2 separate regions of the Ovis aries genome follow, and region 1 is linked to region 2. A link is a contact called in public Hi-C data. All regions are on one chromosome and are shown on one strand. Each heading gives the region's core, a stretch centred on a gene start, on an enhancer-like site or on the middle of the called end of the contact. The rest is flanking DNA. Distances are from core to core; before and after follow the strand shown.

Region 1 (5,075 bases), core at 972-3,471, 210 kb after region 2:
CTAAACTAAAAACTATGTCAGTGATTATATAGGTTCCTGATTCCAAAACAACACAATGAATGGTTAAAATTTTGAAAATACACCTATTAGCATAGTGATTAAATGGGAATATATTATATTCCTGAAAATACCGATTAAATAGAAGAGCAGGCAAATAAGTTTAGATATCTATATAATGAAAGTGCAATTATTAGCAATTTCAGTTTGTTTCAAGGTAATATCACAAGTCCATACAGGGACTTCCCTGGGGGTGCAATGGTTAAGACTCCTGAGCTTCACTGCAGGGGGCAAAGGTTCAGTCGTTAGACGGGGACTAAGATCCATGCGGTGGCAAAAAGTCACAGCTCACCTGCATTGCTGAGTGGGCACAGTGGCACATCAGCACTGTTTTCTCCTCTCAAAGCTCCCATTAGCTCCCACACACCTGTTTCTATGTGGAGAATCCCACCACCCCGCCCCGCAAAAGAAATTTACAATCTGGAGTTGTATATTTTTCTCAGTTATGCTGCTGCTGCTAAGTCGCTTCAGTCGTGTCTGACTCTGTGCGACCCCATAGACGGCAGCCCACCAGGCTCCCCCGTCCCTGGGATTCTCCAGGCAAGAACACTGGAGTGGGTTGCCATTTCCTTCTCCAATGCATGAAAGTGAAAAGTGAAGGTGAAGTCGCTCAGTCGTGTCCGACTCTTAGCGACCCCATAGACTGCAGCCTACCAGGCTTCTCTGTCCATGGGATTTTCCAGGCAAGAGTACTGGAGTGGGGTGCCATTTCTCAGTTATAGTTTACTGTATTTTAGAGGGGACATTATTTGTAACACCTGAGAAGGTGGAAATTAGGAAGTCCCAGATAAATAAACCCTTTGTGAATATCAGGAAGTTCAGGATTGCAATTTTGTATTACACAGTTCTAGCGGACATGTAAGATTTATCACACAACCCAGGCACAACAAATATGTATTGGCAATAAACCTAAATCTGTAAATTGAGCAACTATTTCAGATTATTTGACTTAGGTAATTCTACAATTGCCTTCACCATTCACCTTGCTATTTTCATTTTATGTCAATTATCAAAATCTACTTTTTTCCTTTATTTCGGGTACTGCTATAAAAGACTCTTAACGGTGGGCTTATTTGAAATGCGAGAAGCATATGCAATTGCAGACAATGCCCCTGAGCAGGGCTTGAAGGAAAACGTGGCCTCTCCAACCAGGAAAATAATTCGCCACCCACGCAAAAAGGTATTGTTCAAATATTTGTTCAACGTATATTCAGGGGTGAAGCCAACAGCTCTATGGAGGAAATGTGGAGAAGAATCCGGGTGTTGCCCAATCTCTCGTAGCTTCACCATCCAGAAACTCAACTCCGGTTTTAACTTATCCCATTCAGCAAAGCAAACAAGATGCAGAGTTAATGATACTTACACTCAGGAAAAGGCAATTAGTCATCAAACATTATTACTCTAATGAGCTATCCCTGGGGAAGGGGCAAGGGCAGGGGCGGAGGATGGATATCACCCTTCCCACAAAATATTCAAGTGTTCTTTCTAACCACATAACAACATTCTGGAGAGCAACTGTTAACAACAGCTTTCTCCGTCTCGTCACATTGCAAGGCTGTTCTCCTGCCCCAAGGATGTTTTCAGTGTCTGTTAGGTGGACTAGCCGCTGCTTAGGTTTTGCACCCGGAGCATACCCTTAAGGCTCTGAGCATCCCAGTGTAAAAGTCACCGCGGAGACCGCAACCGCGGTGACCCCGGCCCGCACTGAGACCGTTCCTGCCTCCCGCTGGGTGATGCGGCTCCAGCCAGGTCCCGGCGCACCGACCCCTCACCCGGTCTGCTACAGCCCAGGCCTGTCTGAATTCTGTTCCCACCTACATGTCCAGGCAGGTGCGGTCTCCGGCCGCCAAACCAGCTGGCCCTGAGTCCGCCCCCCGGAAAGGCAGCCGCAGTGGGAGGCTGGCTGCCCAGCGCTGCCCTGACCCGTGGCAGCGCGCGCTCAAGCCCGGGAGCAGCTCAACACAAACCCCTGATCCCCGACGCCCGGGCCTACCCCTCGGAGACCCGAGCCCCGCAGGCGCGGAGGATGCTCGCCCGCAGACAGATGCAGACAAGCGCTGAGGCTCGCTCTGCATAGCGCCCCCGACCCGGGTCCCCCAGTCCTGCCGGGCCCCGGCCTCACCTCTTGGGGCTGCCATGGTTCCCCGACAGCGCCGCGCGGAACTGACCCGCACCCCCTCCGCGCGCGCTGAGGGCACCGGGGACCGCCTCCTGGGGTCATAGAGACGAACCCGCGCGGCCTAGAGCGCCCCGCCAGCCGACTGGCCGCGGCTTCCAGCCCAGCCAAGCACCTGGACTAGGTTCACGAATTCGACCGCTGCAGAAAAGGGGCGGACCCGGATGGAGAAGAGACCGGTACCGCCCAGTTTCTGTTGACAAGCGCGTAAAACTTAGGTTCCACGGCGCTCTTTTGTAAAACTACAACTCCCGGCCGGCTAAGAAGGCTGAGTCGCGAGAGCCGAGCGTTGCCTTCTGGGAGCTGTAGTCCTCACCAGGTGATTTGGCGGCAAATAGGAATTGGTCTTCGATTTAAGGATTCTGGCAAAGCTGTTGTTAGATCCTCCCCAAACCCGGAAAGTAACAGAAACTAGGCAACTTCTGTAACTTGCATTAACTTCCTCACTCATTAACTTCTGTTGTTACCTCTTATTTAAGCTTATAGTTTATATTATATATTGTTCAAAGTCTGTGGCTGTGTCCTCATCGTCAGCATCATCTTTGATTATATTTACCTTACCGGACATTCTAATTGCACAATCTTTGCTTCAAAACCTTAGGCATATCAACAGGCACTGACTTCAACCGCTATAATCTCCACGATCACTGAAGCATGTTAATTGGCATAAGTGATATTAGAAATAATTCACTGTCAAATGGTTTTCAAGATATGTGGATTGGCTAAAAATACTGTTGTATATAAGTACCTCCATTCTTACAGGAACATGGGTACAATATTCTGAGATGCCCAGCAGCCTACACCTTCTGTAGCATGATCTTTCCCCTACATGACTTTCAGACTTAATTGAAGAAAGTAGGGAAAACCACTAGACCATTCAGGTATGACCTAAATCAAATCCCTTATACAGACTAGAAGCGACAGATAAGATTCAATGGATTAGATCTGATAGACAGAGTGCCTGAGAACTAAATGGACCGAGGTTCATGACATTGTACAGGAGGCAGTGATCAAGACCATTCCCAAGAAAAAGAAATGCAAAAAGGCAAAATGGTTGTCTGAGGAGACCTTACAAACAGCTGTGAAAAGGAGAGACGTGAAAGGCAAGGGAAAAAGAAAGATATACCCATCTACATTCAGAGTTCCAAAGACTAGCAAGGAAAGGGAAGAAACCTTCCTCAGTGATCAATGCAAAGAAATAGAGGAAAACAATAAAATGGGAAAGACTAGAGATCTCTTCAAGAAAATTAGAGATACCAAGGGAACATTTCACATAAAGATGGACACAATAAAGGACAGAAATGGTATGAACCTAACAGAAGCAGAAGATATTGAGAAGAGGTGGCAAGAACACACAGAAGAACTGTACAAAAAAAGATCTTCATGACCCATCATGACCACTATGGTGTGATCACTCACCTAGAGCCAAACATCCTGGAATTCAAAGTCAAGTGGGCCTTAGGAAGCATCAGTACAAACAAAGCTAGTGGAAGTGACAGAATTCCAGTTGAGCTCTTTCATATCCTAAAAGATGATGCTGTGAAAATGCTACACTCAATATGCCAGCAAATGTGGAAAATTCAGCTGTGGCCACAGGACTGGAAAAGGTCAGTTTTCATTTCAACTCCAAAGAAAGGCATTGCCAAAGAATGCTCAAACTACCGCACAATTGCACTCATCTCACACACTAGCAAAGTGATGCTCAAAATTCTCCAAGCCAGGCTTCAGCAGTACATGAACCATGAACTTCCAGATGTTCAAGCTGGTTTTAGAAAAAGCAGAGGAACCAGAGATCAAATTGCCAACATCCGCTGGATGATGGAAAAAGCAAGAGAGTTCCAGAAAAACATTTATTTCTGCTTTATTGACTATGCCAAAGCCTTTGACTATGTGGATCACAACAAACTGTGGAAAGTTCTTAAAGAGACGGGAATACCAGACCACCTGACCTGGCTCCTGAGAAATCTGTATGCAGGTCAAGAAACAACAGTTAGAACTGGACATGAAAAAACAAACTGGTTCCAAATAGGGAAAGGAGTACATCAAGGCTGTATATTGTCACCCTGCTTATTTAACTTCTATGCAGAGTACATCATGAGAAATGCTGGACTGGATGAAGCACAAGCTGGAATCTAGATTGCTGGGGGAAATATCAATAACCTCAGATATGCAGATGACACCACCCTTATGGCAGAAAGTGAAGAAGAACTAAACTTTCCTGATGAAAGTGAAAGAGGAGAGTGAAAAAGTTGGTTTAAAACTCAACATTCAGAAAACTAAGATCATGGCATCTGATGCCATCATTTCATGGCAAGTAGATGGGGAAACAGTGAAAACAGTGACAGACTTTTTTTTTTTTTTTTGCTCCAAAATCACTGCAGAAGGTGACTGCAGCCAGGAAATTAAAAGACACTTGCTCCTTCAAAGAAAAGCTATGACCAACCTAGACAGCATATTAAAAAGCAGAGACATTACTATACCAACAAAGGTCCATCTAGTCAAAGCTATGGTTTTTCCAGTAGGCATATATGGATATTTCTCTATAAAGAAACAAAGACTATAAAGAAAACTGAGCACCAAAGAACTGATGCTTTTGAACTGTGGTGTTGCAGAAGACTCTTGAGGGTCCCTTGGACAACAAGGAGATCCAACCAGTCTATCCTAAAGGAAATCAGTCCTGAATGTTCATTGGAAGGACTAATGCTGAAGCTGAAACACCAACACTTTGGCCACCTGATGTGAAGAACTGACTCACTTGAAAAGACCCTGATGCTGGGAAAGATTGATTGCAGGAGGAAAAGGGGACAAGAGAAGATAAGATGGTTGGGTGGCATCACCGACT
Region 2 (4,622 bases), core at 90-2,589:
AATTTTTTTCTCTGCTTACAAAATGGGTCTAATATCTACTCTCTAGACTTCCATTGTCTTTCGATTTAATTTTTACCGTTCACAAGATATACACCAATATTGAGATAGTACAACTTCTGCTATTAGCTTTTTATTCAAAGCAGAACAATTTAGTTCTGTACGTCGTTCAAATCCTAGTCATTTACAGGGTACAGCTGGCTTTGCCGAATAAGTGGCTAAAAGCAGCTATCTGGAAAGGGCAACACATAAAGTTCAATTCAAGGTTCCTATAACCTGATAGTACCACTGTTCTCTCCTGCAATTCTAAATAGGTCCCCAAAATCTTAGTATTTCCTAGCCAGTCGATGTGACAGGTTTTGTTTCTGGCACTGTTTTAATCAGTCTTGAACTGTTAGGTTAGCTTCGTTTTCAAGTTCCCGGTTGGTAAATCACTGTGGGAGCGTACCACGACAACTACTACCTGAATATTAAAGGTTTTTCAAAACCTGCTTTCCCCACCGGTCGGCTTTCTTTTCTCCCACTCTCTAACGGGTTTTTCTCTTTTCTCTTACCCTCAGTTCCTTTTACACTCAAGATGTGTAGGGGGATTTAAATTCCAATCCGGAACTCGGAATCGCTGGCCTTGAATGACGGGACTCGTAGTTTTCATGACTTCTCCTTAACCGCTTTTCACGCAGAGTCCTTCCTCCAGTGATAAACTACAACTCCCAGAATGTATGCTCGGGCTCCCGCCCCCCGCTATGCGCACGCGCCCTGAGGCCGCAGGATTTGAATCGGCGGCGTTGTTATTGACGCCATATTGGGGCCGGCGGCGGGTGGAAGTCAGACAGTGGAGGGGGAAGCGGCTGGATGTGTTTGCTGGAGCTCCTGCCGCTGCCGCAGCCTCTCAATCTCGCCGCATCGACCACCGCTCTCTAACTTCGGCCGCTGTTCGAGCGTCTTAGGAGCCGCGTTCTAGCCTCACATCTCACGGGGCTGGTATTGACTTCTGAAGGAGCCGGTCTCCGCGCAGGAGCGCCTCAGGCGCGGCGCAAAGCCCGAACGGACGGCGGGGGCGGCCGGAGCGTCTCCCGGGGGAGCCGTGCCTGAGGAGGCGGAAGAGCCCCCCTGACGCGGCCAGCGTGAGCCGCCGCCACCGCCCCTCCTGCTCTCGCCCCAGCCGGCCCGGGCCACTGCCCCTGCCGCGGAGGCGGCGGCAGCGGCTCTGCTCCCCTCGCCGGCGCTCCGCCACCCGGCTTTCCACTCTTGAGCCCGTCGGTTAGGCTCTCTTCGGGGCTCCGCTTTTACCCGCTTCCTTCGCCCTCCCTTCCTGACTCCACCCGAGCCCGGCGCCCCGGCCATGGCGTGCGGAGCCACTCTGAAACGGACTCTGGATTTCGACCCGCTGCTGAGCCCGGCGTCCCCGAAGCGGAGGCGATGTGCGCCATTGTCGGCGCCCACCTCTGCCGCCGCCACCCCGTCGTCGGCCGCCGCGGCCACCGCCGCTTCCTTCTCGGCCGCCGCCGCCTCGCCGCAGAAGTATCTCCGAATGGAGCCATCTCCCTTCGGCGACGTCTCCTCCCGTCTCACCACAGGTGGGACTCGGTCTTGCGGCCGCCCGGGGGTGGAGGGCGAGGGATGAGGCCGCGGGACTAGGGGTGCAGGACGGCTCTCCGGTCTTAGCAGAGTCCTCGGCGGCCACATTTTTCTTAAGGAGCTCTTTCAGTGTCGGAGACACAATAGGAATAGCCTGATATCGGGGGAGGGGTCGGGGGTGGGGTGGGTAGGGATGGTGCCTTGCCGGGTATTGTAGGGTAGAGGAAGGTCTTTTTCTTTGGGCCGAATGACTGGAATCGAGCGTTTCCGTAGTCTGGAGAGCCCCAGCGGAAATGATCAGAGAGAGTGCTACACGGAAATCGAGGCAAACGAAGGGTCACACATTTCACCCGAATCTCGATGGCTGTCTCCCAGAATCGATGGGTTGCACCTATTAACTCTGGAACTGGGTGGTTTGAGGCTAGGCGGCCGCCCCTCTTCCAGTTCAGACAGGGCTGATTTTAGTACGGAGGGCGTGGGGTGGGGGAGGGATGTCACTGGGGCGAGATCTAGGCCTGTCATTAATCACCCACAAGAACGCCACTTTGGCTGAGTCAAGACCTGTTTCCCTAGCAGGGTCAACAACAAAGAAAATGCTCTTCCCGAATACTGTAATACGATCACACTATATATGTCTAGACCTTGAGAAACTTGAACTTTTAATGAAAAGCAAGTTGTATTGAACTTCGGGGCTGAGTAGTTGCTTTAGTTAAAAGTGCTTTATTTTTGCCCATGAAAGTACTTTGGAAGGAAAGGGCTAGGCCTTGAAAATAATAAATCAACCCAAGATTCCAAGGGACTTCAGAATATTTTTGCTGTTCATCTTGAAACATTTCCTGAAAGTGACTGGGCAGCTACCTCTTGACTGCTTTGTACTGCGTTTGTGTCCGTTTTTTCCTATACTTTGAAAATCCTTGTGTGCCCCTGGCATAGTCTTAAGATAGGCTTATGTGGACTAGTAGTGTAAATGCTTCCCTTGTGTGTGTAGCATGCAAAGGTTTCATGTGTGACCGTTTGGTGATAATAAGATCTGTAGACAAAGCCTTTTCGTAGCTTGATTTACTTTTTTATCGTCAGCTTTAAAAAGAAAATCTGTGGGCAGTATTTAACTCTACTGGTAACTTGATTTGGAATTGACATAAGTTTTGTAATTTTTCAGGTCATACTTTTAAAATATCTTTTTCCAAATACATAGGGAGATTCTCAGATGCCTAGGCTACCATCTTTTGCTGTTGGAACAGTGTCAAGAATGAGTTCCTGGGATTAATACTATTTTCAGAGTTTGTCTTTTTAGTGAAAGACTATCACTGAAAATTGAAATGATACTGTGGAATCTGTACTTAATAAGGCCACTTAAAAATAGCTCTAGCTAACCAGCAATAAATTTCATTTGAGGGGGGTGAATTAATACAGTGTTAGGTTTGGGAGTTAAAGTATATTGAAGTGCTAAAATAGTCTTGAGCATATAAAGTAAGTCAGCTAGGGGCTATATTTGTCCTCACTTCAAAGGGAATTAATTCAGAAAGAATTGTGATTCTTTGCAGATCTGTCATTTCGTTGATGTATTTAAAGCATTCACTAATGCAGGTGACTCCACATTTTATATTTCGGTTAAGTGGACCATTACTATTATAATAGTAAAATGACTGGAATTATTGAAATTGTTTAAGCCGGCTGATTCAAATTCACATTTTTCCAACATATTGGTATGTTTTCTGTTTTTCAAGGTGTTTTTGGCATCTGCTGTAACTTTGATCATATCCTGAATTCTAAAGTCACACACTAACTGATATTTATTGAGTCTCTGAAAAGTTTTTTTTCCCTAGCTATTTCAATTAGAGAACAGCAGTTAAAATTGATTAACTTTTGAGTTGCTAAAATTTACCTTTTTAACTGTGGTCTTGGAATGACATTTTACATGTAATTTAGCCTTATGTTAACACGGCCAGTTTTGGGCTTGCTCTTGTATGGTTTTGGTAATGGTGTCATAATGGGAGCTGCAGTGTTGTGCAGGTATCAAACAGCTTCCCAGTTTTCATGTCCTCTAACTTGGAAATAATTTTCCAAGTACCTAACTTTTAAATTCCTGTTTTAAAAGTGGTGATTCTTTAAACTTGTCTAGAATGAATACCATATATCTTTAGCAGAAATAAGTAGCTAGGGTTGGAAATGGAAAGCAACTTACCAAAATGAAATTGACTGGGGCTCTATGGAAGTTCTTTATGGAGTTTTCATTTCTGTGGGTTCAAATATAATTTAAACAATTTACAACTAGACTACTGAAGTGCAGTTTTTTTCAGAGCATGTGTATAATTTATTATGAATTTACTTTTGTTCTCTGGATATATTTATATATGTGTTTTCTGATATGTTGCTGAAGTCATGTTGTCACTTCAGGAACTGGGTATCTTTTAAACTCTAGCTTTGTTTCTTTTGGTTGTTAGTCATCTCAGGAAGGTTTGACTTGATAACTGTTATTTAAATCAATATTTTTCAAACTATTGTGACTTAATAGGACAAAGAAAAGAACTGGCAATTAAAGTTTTATTGGAACACAGCCATGTTCATTTTTTTTTTTTTGAAGTATTGTCCATATCCCTTGCCGGTTACAACAGAGGGGTCAAGTAATTGTGATAGAGATTGTATTTTCCCAAAGATCAAATATTTACTGTCTGGTTCTTTTCAGAAAACGTTTGTCCAGTCCTCATTGAGGGTGTTGGCAGTTTGTAGTAATCTCAGGATGTGGAAAAAGAAAAGTGCATGATAACTGGAGATGGGGAGTGGCAGGAACCATTTGCTGTGGTTGGAAAAATGAATGCCTCTACTTAGCTTTATTAGTACTCATCCTGGCAAGTTTATTGAAAACTGATTTCAAAGAGTTCTATCCTTGTTGATTGGTTTTTGAAACCTCTCAATATTATCACTTAGACAAAAGATTATCATGACATTCCCTAGAGCAAACGTATGTTAATAAAATCAAAATGTATGAGACTGTCGATCAAACCTAACGCATTGTTATTCATAATTGTGTAGTGAATGAATGAGTG

What was found. Hi-C and Micro-C count contacts between places; a contact is called where the count stands out from the background.
Region 1: a contact with region 2 is called in a Hi-C map of liver, with 3 times the contacts expected there. The contact joins the promoter of SLC35A1 here to the promoter of AKIRIN2 in region 2. A contact is called at or near these places in 2 of 16 Hi-C or Micro-C datasets (hypothalamus and liver).

What each region holds. Positions count from the first base shown.
Region 1 is chr8:49,829,138-49,834,212 of ARS-UI_Ramb_v3.0, forward strand. SLC35A1 (solute carrier family 35 member A1) reads right to left here and starts at 2,222. Exons shown (of 8, transcript XM_004011288.5): 1 at 2,180-2,222. The coding sequence starts at 2,195.
Region 2 is chr8:49,618,292-49,622,913 of ARS-UI_Ramb_v3.0, forward strand. It overlaps AKIRIN2 (akirin 2), which reads left to right and starts at 1,340. Exons shown (of 5, transcript NM_001252176.1): 1 at 1,340-1,574. The coding sequence starts at 1,340.